Linked DNA regions of Sus scrofa: region 2 is linked to region 1. A link is a contact called in public HiChIP or PLAC-seq data. All regions are on one chromosome and are shown on one strand. Each heading gives the region's core, a stretch centred on a gene start, on an enhancer-like site or on the middle of the called end of the contact. The rest is flanking DNA. Distances are from core to core; before and after follow the strand shown. Region 1 holds the start of STXBP3 (syntaxin-binding protein 3). Region 2 holds the start of SLC25A24 (solute carrier family 25 member 24).

The links. HiChIP or PLAC-seq counts read pairs in DNA pulled down with a chosen protein or histone mark.
Region 2: a contact with region 1 is called in an H3K27ac HiChIP or PLAC-seq map of alveolar macrophages. The contact joins the promoter of SLC25A24 here to the promoter of STXBP3 in region 1. A contact is called at or near these places in 1 of 47 Hi-C or Micro-C datasets (embryonic fibroblasts) and 1 of 2 datasets of contacts at active chromatin or transcription factors (alveolar macrophages).

Annotation. Positions count from the first base shown.
Region 1 is chr4:111,291,962-111,296,732 of Sscrofa11.1, forward strand. STXBP3 (syntaxin-binding protein 3) reads right to left here and starts at 2,106. Exons shown (of 19, transcript XM_021090106.1): 1 at 1,887-2,106. The coding sequence starts at 1,935.
Region 2 is chr4:111,578,274-111,583,044 of Sscrofa11.1, forward strand. It overlaps SLC25A24 (solute carrier family 25 member 24), which reads left to right and starts at 1,913. Exons shown (of 10, transcript NM_001199363.1): 1 at 1,913-2,095. The coding sequence starts at 1,913.

The sequences.
Region 1 (4,771 bases), core at 856-3,355:
ATTTCTTTCAGACTGTCATCTTCTGCTGACAGAACTGAGAGGCTCCCCACTTCTCTTTTCTCTCCACTTACTTACTAAATGTGGAATGAACATCACCTGTCTTTTGGCTATGTTCCTACTTACACAAAAGTTCTAATAACTAATTTTTTAATCCTCATAACACCTTCCTTCCATTCAGTGTCCCATCTTCTTTATCTTACACGCCATCTGGATATCCTGGTGCCACCTCAGGTTCACAGCCCACGACGGAAAATTGTTATCTTTAAACGCTCCCTCTTGCCTAGTTTCCATGCCATCAACACCAACATTACTGCCATTAACCTTTTTCCTTTGCTAATAAATGCTGACCATAAGGACCATCTTGGAAATTACTTATAAAATACAATTCATTACCCATTTCCAACATATATTTACAATGTAATTCCCATTTACAATATAAATGTATTTAAATACCACTGTGATTTTAAAACATTACCAAATCTTAAAAGTAACCCATGCAAATTTTGAAAAACAAATTTCTAACTTTACAATTATCCAATTAAAAGAAATAGTTTCAAGGAGTTGCCATCGTGGCTCAGCGGTTAGTGAACCCGACTAGCATCCATAAGGACTCGGTTTCGATCCTTGGCCTCACTCAGCGGGTTAAGGATCAGGCGTAGCCCTGATCTGTGGTGTAGGTCGCAGATGCGGCTCGGATCCCAAGTTGCTGTGCTGTGGTGTAGGCCGGCGGCTACAGCTCCAATTAGACCCCTAGCCTGGGAACCTCCATATGCTGCGGGTGAGGCCCTAAAAAGACAAAAAGACCAAAAAAAAAAAAAAAAGGTAAAAAGAAAAAAGTAATAAAAATATTTTCATAACTTTTTTCCCTCTTTTATTTATACACTTGTTTTTAGTATCTGATGTGCTAATCACTATGCCAGTCACCAATTTGGAGTTTTAATTTTATACAAGGAATTCTATAACTCCCAGAAGTTTGTTAACTCAGGTGCTATTTCTGTTCCTTCTTCAAAGCTGGAGTCAGAAATACTAATTGGATGTTACTCCCTTTCCACCACTAGACCATAATTACTTTGAACGCAGCAATGCCAAACAATGATAGTTCTTCCTGTTTGGCAGTATTATTCCTTCTCTAACCTGACCGGTCTAGGTTTGGTGTGATATTTATGAAAGTCGTGGATGATATGGCAGAATATGAGTAACCAATAAGTAGTACAGTCCTAGCAAAACGGAGTGACTCGGAGAGTAGAAAGGAAAAGGTGGATGAAGGTACAGCTTTGCCCCGAGATTTAATCATTCCAGCGGTCCCTTCTCTTTAGAAAGTGGGCTCTTCTAGAAGGGAAGAGGGGTCTGTTTAACAGTGAGGTTTTGTTTTTGTCTTCTTAAAGGACAGATAAAGTACGGTTATAAAACCCTCCCTGATACTAAGACCAATAAGCAAGAATAAGCACTTTTCGGAAACCCAAGTGCGGGGAGAGTGGGAGGGACGAGAGAGAAAAACAGTGCTTAGATTGTCTCCGGTGGAGAGACATCGCCGACTGGTGGGGCCTCGACGCGGGCGCGGCGGAGGACCGGCGCCGGGGCCCCGGGCGGAAAAGGCCGGCCGGGGGCCGCTCACCCAGGGCGGGGCTTCGGGGCCAGGGCCCCGCCGAGCGGAGAGGGTGCCAGACGCCAGGGCCGCGTCCTCCCGCACCCCGCCCATCCCTGGTCCTGCCAGAACTGCGCTGGGAAGGAAAGCAGGAAGAAGTCCTAACAGGGACGTGGGCGCCAAAGCAACAAGTGGCCGCCGCGGCTCCCCAAGGGACTGCTGGTCTGGGGCAGGAACGCAAGGCCGGGCGCCACGGCCTCCTTGGCCTTCCCTCTCTCAGCCCCTGCCCCATCGCACTCACTCTGCCACACGACGCTCTTCAGCCCCCGTTCCGTCACCGGCGGCGCCATCTTTCCAAACACTGCGGAGCAGCCGCCGGCGCCTCCCACTCGCAACCTACTTGAGCTGAGGGAAAGGGGTCGGGCGGGCCCCGCCTCTAGCTGCGGGGGAGGCCCCGCCCACGCCCACGGTCCGCGCCCTCCGGTGACGTCACGGGCTCTGTAGGGGCTTCCCGCCCATCCCTAGACTGAGGCTGCGCAGTGCGGATGGACGCTCCTTGAGCAGTTGCGCGCCCCCTAGCGGGAGGCTGTCAGATGAATTTCGACGACCTGTGACGTCAGAAAACGAAACCGTGCCAACGGATTGGGAGCTAACAGCATCTGAGAAATTCCGGATTACACGTAGGGTACATGAAAACGGGAGGGAGTTCTGCACTTTGTGAAGCGATTTGTAATGGACTTCATTCAGTCGCCTACCGAATAGAAAATTTATCCTTCAAAAAGTTTATTCATCGTTCAAGGAGGCAATAATTGGGCAGAAATGTGAGGTGCCATCCAGTGTGCCCAGAACTGTTCAAGACTTTCAGGAACGTCAAATAAATGAGACCAGATTCTGAAGAATTAAAAATCTAATTAGCTCAATTCTTGATATGCTGCAGGTAGTCAAAAGTTGGTTAAGGAGTTCCTCCTCGTGGCACAGTGGATAACGAATCCGACTAGGAGCCATGAGGTTGCGTGTTCAATCCCTGGCCTTGCTTAGTGGGTTTAGGATCCAGCGTTGCGGTGAGCTGTGGTGTAGGTTGCAGACGTGGCTCCGATCTGGCGTTGCTGCAAAAAGACAAAAAGACAAAAAGACAAAAAAAAAAAAAAAAAAAAGTTGGTTAAAAAGTAAATGCCCTTGTGATGATAGTATACCTGTATGAACCAATAAAATAATTATCTATTCAACAAACAAATTCAGGTGGGAGAGGCTATCAATGCTTTAGCATTTAAAAGAAGGGAATTATTGCTGATTCAACAAAGGAGACAATTTAAGCTCAAACATAGCAAGTGTAGGTAGAGAGATCTATTTCCTGAGACTTGCAATCAAACTAATCACTCATGAATTGAATGAGTTTAGTTGCTGAGCCCCCCAAACTGTGACATAACCATCATAGACATTAACACAAAGTATGCTTTCTCACAGGGATTTGCAAAGAACCAATTTTACGTTATTTTTTTCTTTTTATGGCCGCACCTGTAAGTTCCCAAGCTTGTGGTCAAATCTGAGCAGCAGCTGCTCGCCTACATCACACTCAGGACACCACCAGATCTGAGCCACATCTTCAACCTACATCGCAGCCTGTGGCAACACCAGATCCTTAACCCACTGAGCGAGGCCAGGGATCAAACTTGTGTCCTCACAGAGACAGTGTAGGGTCCTTAACCTGCTAAGCCATAATGGGAACTCCCAATTTTCTTAATTCAACTTGGTCACATAGAGAAGTGTAAATGGTACTTACTATTAGTAATTATAATAGCTAACATTTACTAAAGCAGGCACCGTGCTAAGTGGACTATCTCATTGATCCTCAAAGCAACCCTTACAGACAAGGAAACAGGCTTAGTGAAGTCAAGTAGCTTGCCAAGGATGCACAGCTAGTGGTGGAGTGGGAAGAAGGATTAGCCTTGAGCTACGCAGAAAGCAAGGGAGCAGACTATGGGATAACCTCAGTTTTTGCTCTTTAGGAGAGAGAAAGCTAATGAAAAATAAAAACAGCCATAGGAGTTCCCACTGTGGTGCAGCATGTTAAGGATCTGGCATTCCTGATGCTGGGGCACAGGTCACAGCTACGGCTCAGATTCGATTACCTGGCTGGGAACTTCTGTATGCCATGTGTGTGTGTCTGGGGGCACAAAAAAAACCCAAAACCAAACAAACAAACAAAACCTGAAAAAAAAAAACAACAATGACCAAAAAAAAAAAAAAGATTATAAACAGCCACAAAATGGCTTTAAGCAAAACCTATGGCATGAATAGCTTTTCCACTTAAGGTTTATATAGGCTAAGGTGGAGCTCTGGCCTCTTTAAAAACTTTTTTTTTTTTTTTTTTTTTTTTTTGGGCTGCACCCTTGGCATTTGGAAGCTACCAGGCTAGGAGTTGAACCAGAGCTATAGCTGCCGGCCTGCACCACAGCCACAGCAATGTGGGATCCGAGCCGCATCAATGACCTACACCACAGCTCATGGCAATGCCAGATCCTTAGCCCACTGATTGAGGCCAGGGATCAAACTTGTGTGCTTATGGATGCTAGTCAGATTCATTTCTGCTGAGCCACAATGGGAACTTCTCAAACTTATTTTAAATGGGTTTATCTGCTTAGAATTTTAAACAAAGACACACATTACATTCGTCTTCCTTTTCAATTTTAAATCAGGAGTTCCTGTCATGGCGCAGTGGAAATAAATCCGACTAGGAACCATGAAGTTGCGGGTTCAATCCCTGGCCTCACTCAATGGGTTAAGGATCTGGCGTTGCCGTGAGCTGTGGTGTAGGTTGCAGATGGGGCTTGGATCCCTCGGTGCTGTGGCTTTGGTGTAGGCTGGCAGCTGTAGCTCTGATTGGAGCCCTAGCCTGGGAACCTCCATATGCCACAAGCGTGGCCTTAAAAAGCAAAAAAAAAAAATAATTACATCAGCTTCTGCTTAGTATAGCAGAATGGAAACCCCAGCCATAAGAAAAAGTACAGACTGACCTTCTGAAATGGAGCTCCTGGCTCTAGAGGCTCAAACCGAGATGGAGGAGTATGATGAGTCAAAGTGCCTCCATCCCTTACCCTTGAGGAGAATAACCAGGTGCCAGGGAGTGATACAGAAAGGCCCTGCTGGGTTGCAGGTTTGACTTGGGTCACAGGGGGTGTAGCTGTA
Region 2 (4,771 bases), core at 663-3,162, 290 kb after region 1:
ATTATTTTATATTAGAAGAGCTTCTCAACCCTTAGCATATAAAAGACCACTTGGTGCTCTTGTGTAAGTGTGGTTTTTATTTAGTGGGCCTGGGGTGGGCCTGAGAGTTTGTATTCCTAACAAACTCCAGAAGTAGCCAACAAAAGAGGATAATTTTTAACAAAACTAGAAATCGGAAGTAAAATAAGCAAATAAATTGATTTCAAGATCATTTTTACTAAGTAGGCAGTCCTCATTTTACGACCTCTGGATTTGTATATGTCACAAATATATAAAATAGTATGAAGAGAGGTAAATTCAAGGTCTGGGGGGCCTGGATTTTTTTTTGGAACTAGTCTTTGTTTAGTAACTCAGATGTGGGGAGATCTTTATTTACAGGTGGAGTTGTACCTCCTGCAGATAATAGGATACAGTGATCGTTTCTATGGGCAGCTCTGGATGGACAGAGAATGATCACAATTAATATCTCATCTGATTGATGTTGGAGAGTGTTAAAATCTTTCACATACAGTATACAACCTTGCTATTATGAGGCAGATACTCATACTCATTTTACTGATGAGAGGCTACCCAGGGAAGTTATGCCTCATCTCCAAGTTTACACAGCTGAAGGCTCTGAAGTCCAGGGTTCCTTTGCTTAGTGCATGTTATGCAGTAAGAAGTTCTGTCTTACCCGGGCAATAAACCACACTTTTGTAACTGTGTCTATCCTGAGAAGGAGTAGGCCTGAGGTTTTTCTGATAAGTGCTGATGAGCAGATATGCCCTGAGATTTATCAGGGGCAGATCACACTAACTAAGCTGTAGAGCAAAGTACGGCTGCCCACTTGGATGGATGTTGATTTTTTCTCCAAGAGACCCTTGAGTCCCCCTCCCCCACTCCTCCCCACCCCTCCCCCAGTTTTATTAACAGAAACACTGTATTAATTTTAGGTGTTCCTTTTTTTTTTTTTTTAAATTGCTTTCAGATTTAACTCCTTTCCTTCTTAAAGCTTAATTCCCATCCCAGGTATGCAACCACCCAACCAACCCTCTCTGTCGTGTGTGTGTGTGTGTGTGTGTGTGTGTGTGTGTGTGAGAGATACTTATTTTTTTTAGAGGATAATTGATTTGCAGTGTTGTGTCAATTTCTGTTGTACAGCGTAGTGACCCAGTCATACATTCTTTTTCTCATACCATCTTCCAGCATATTCCACCCCAAGACCCGACATAGTTCCCTGCCCGTGCTGTACCACAGGACCCCATTGCTTATCCATTCCGAATGTCAGAGCTTGCATCTACCAACCCCAAACTCCCATCCATCCCACTTCTTTCCCCCTCCCTCATTTTTGTGACTAGAAAGCAGACCTAGAGATGTGTGGGGTCTGTGGAGTTAAGTTACACGAAAACGCAAGGGAGCTGTGTGAGACAGAGCCGGACAAGGCCCCAAATTCCGTGCAAAAAGAACTATTTCTGGGCAGTTCGCCAGGGCTCCCAGCCCGAAAGGAGCGGGGCTTGAAATGCAGAAACCTGAGCTTCAAAGCGTCCCCCTCCCCAACCTTCCTTTGCAGATGCGGAAACCCACAGGCAGGCATCGCCGCCCTGACGGCTCCTCCACTCGGGAGACCGAGCAGAACTCACTCCTCAGGTCCCCCGGCCCCTCCCGGCCCCACCCCGCAGCCCTTTCACTTCCTGCCCGCGCGGGGCAGCGCCAGGCCCGTCCCCCGACCTCTCCCGGAGGCCGGCTTGGGGCGAGCTCCTCCCCGAGCAGCGGCGGGAGCGGCCACTCCCTGTGCGCGGAGCCGGGTGGGGCCTCGACTCCTCAGCCTGCAGCGCCTGCGGCGCCGCGAGTCCCTGGCCTTCAGGCCTCGCGCGCGGGCAGCCCTCGGCTCCCCGGACCTCCCTCGGCTGGGCCGGCCCGTGCCTCCGGGACCATGCTGCGCTGGCTGCGGGGCTTCGTGCTGCCCGCGGCGGCCTGCCAGGACGCCGAGCCGCCGACGCGCTACGAGACCCTCTTCCAGAAGCTGGACCGCAACGGGGACGGCGTGGTGGACATCCGCGAGCTGCAGGAGGGGCTCAAGAGCCTGGGCATCCCCCTGGGCCAGGACGCCGAGGAGGTGGGTCGCTGCCCGGCGGGCGCCGCGCGGGGGCCGGGAGGGCGGCGGCCCGCGGCTCTGCAGGAAGAAGCTGGAACTGTGGCTTCCAGCCCGCGCGACGCGGTTCAGAGGCTCGGGAGCGGGACCGCGGCCGGGTACCCGGAACGGATGCGAGGCAGGATCTGAAAGGCTACCGGTGTTTTTCCAAAAAAAAAAAAAAAAAAGGTGCAGTAGACACAGTCGCTTACAGTTTGAAATCCCATACTGAATACTTTTGTCTGAACGCATCCCCAGGCCTTTTTACGCCTTTGCAAAAAATTTAACCCTCCCCATCCCCAGCCTTTGCAAATATTTAATCAAGTTTCTTAGCTCTCGCTCTTTAGTGGGTCCCACGTTCTGTGAAAAGGCTCACACTCTGTAGCTCTTCGAAATTGCTTTACTGCTCCAGATAGTTTTGTGTTCTGTTTCAGAACTGTTTGAAAAGCAAAGGTGTGTTTCTCCCAACTTCCTGTTGAAGAGATGTAGCATTGCCTTGTTGAAGACACTCTTAATGCCCAAACTGCGTAAAGCTGAAGGGTTGGCCGATCGATGAGCAATTTCAGCTCCTCTGAGTCATTTTAATTGTGTCTCTGAGGTCCAGCCCCTATCGGGGGTGGAGATCCTTGGAACCTCTCCAACCCACTGAAACATAAGAGGACACTCCAGCCTTCTCTGTCCCAAGAGGGAAAGTGATTAAGCTGCAAGAGCCAACAACTGTTTTATGGTAGTTATATTTTAAGCTACTCACTTCAGTGGTTACAGGGCTCTTACTATTTCTTCGTGAGTCACATTTAGTAAGTTACAACTTTTAGGAAACAGCCCATTTTGTCCAAGGCTCATAATACTCATTTCTCATTTTGAGTTCTCACTGTACCTGTAGTTATGGTCTCTGTTTTATTCCTGTTATCTCTCGACGCCTTCAATCTTGCAAATCTTTTTTTTTGTCAATCACTTTCCCCCCTTCAGTCTTTGTCTACTTTATTCATACATTGAAAGTACCAACTCTCAGTACTTTTTGCTGATTGTTTCTCATTATTATTATTTTTTAAATGGGAGATGCAACATTTATTTCAGGTTCTCTCTCTTTTTCTTTTTTGCCACACCCATAGCATGTGGAAATTCCCAGGCCAAGGATGGAACCTGTGCCACAGCAGAGAAAATGCTGGAGCCTTAGCCCCTTAGGCCATCAGAGAAACTCCCCGTTTCTGTTTTTTAAAATTTCTTTCATTAACTTCTGTTTATTTCCTTCTACTTTCTCTGTGTTTACTCATTTGCCTGTTTTTTCATTTCTTGAGTTGAACACTTGATCCATTAATTTTGAGCTACAGTAGCCTTTTAATCACTTCTTTAGCTACATCCCATATGTTTGTGTTTTTGTTGTAATACTTTGCTCCAAGGATTTTCTAATTTTCAATATGATTTACTCTTTGACCCAGGAATTACTTAAATATGTGCTTTAAATTTGCAAATATTTGTTTCTTTGATTAGTTTTTTTTTTGAAAATGAGAATAGAAAAACCTCTGGCAAGATTAAGAAAAACAGAGAACTCAAAATTGTAAATAAAAAATGTTTTTAGTTTTCCAAAAGTTTGATAAGAACAAATATAAAATTAGTTTTATATAACCGTGTGTATGCAAAAATGTAGAACAGAATAGCATATATTTATCACTGTATGTGTGCATTTATACATAGACATAAAACGTATTTTATATATGAATACACATACATGTCACTCTATGCTCCTAGCAGATATTATTAACTATTCCAAACACTCTTTTTTGACTGATTCATTCTTCAATAAAAAGTTAATATGGTTACTTCTGGATGGTAGGATTAAGTTAACTTTTTACTTTTTTCTTGACAATTTTTATTTCATTTCAGTTTTTTTTTTTTAGTTGATCACATTATTATTTTTATGATTCGGAAAAATAGGGCTTATTTATTTATTTTTTAATAAATATCACCTCCTCTGGAGTGAGCTCTTCTGGTCTGCCCTCTGTAGACGAGTTGATCACACTCTACTCTGTATAAGAACCTTGTCTCACATATCACGACGGCCAGAATTTTCAGAAGGTATTATTTTTATCTATTGGCTGTGCCTGCCACTAAGACCAAACGTCTTAGGATGAGGATCATGTCTCCAAGTACAGTGACATAAAAAAGATTGAAGACATTGATTGGAAATGCCCTAAACGAGGCAGTGGCTCATTTGAAATAATCAAAGAAAAAAGGGGAAAAAATTGAAAGCGGTTGTTAGTCCTTTTATATCTAGCACGTGTAGGACAAGAAAACCAAAAATTATCGTGTTGCAAGATGGTCTTTTTTTAGAGCAGTTTTTGATTTACAGCCAAATCGGGAGGAAGGTACAGAGATTTGCCCATATCCCCGCCCAGACACATCACATACATAGCCTTCCTTGTTGGGAACATCATTCACCGGAATGGTACTTTTTTGTTTGAACCAAGGATGAACATATATTGACCTTAGGGTTCACTGTTGACCTTAGGGTTGTATTTTCTGTGGGTTCAGATAGATGTATGACATGCATCTATAATTTTTTTTTGGCTGTACCCACAGCATATGGAAGTTCCTGGGCCAGGGATCAAATCCAAGCTGCTGCTGTGACCTATACCATGTAGCAATGTTAGATCCTTACCC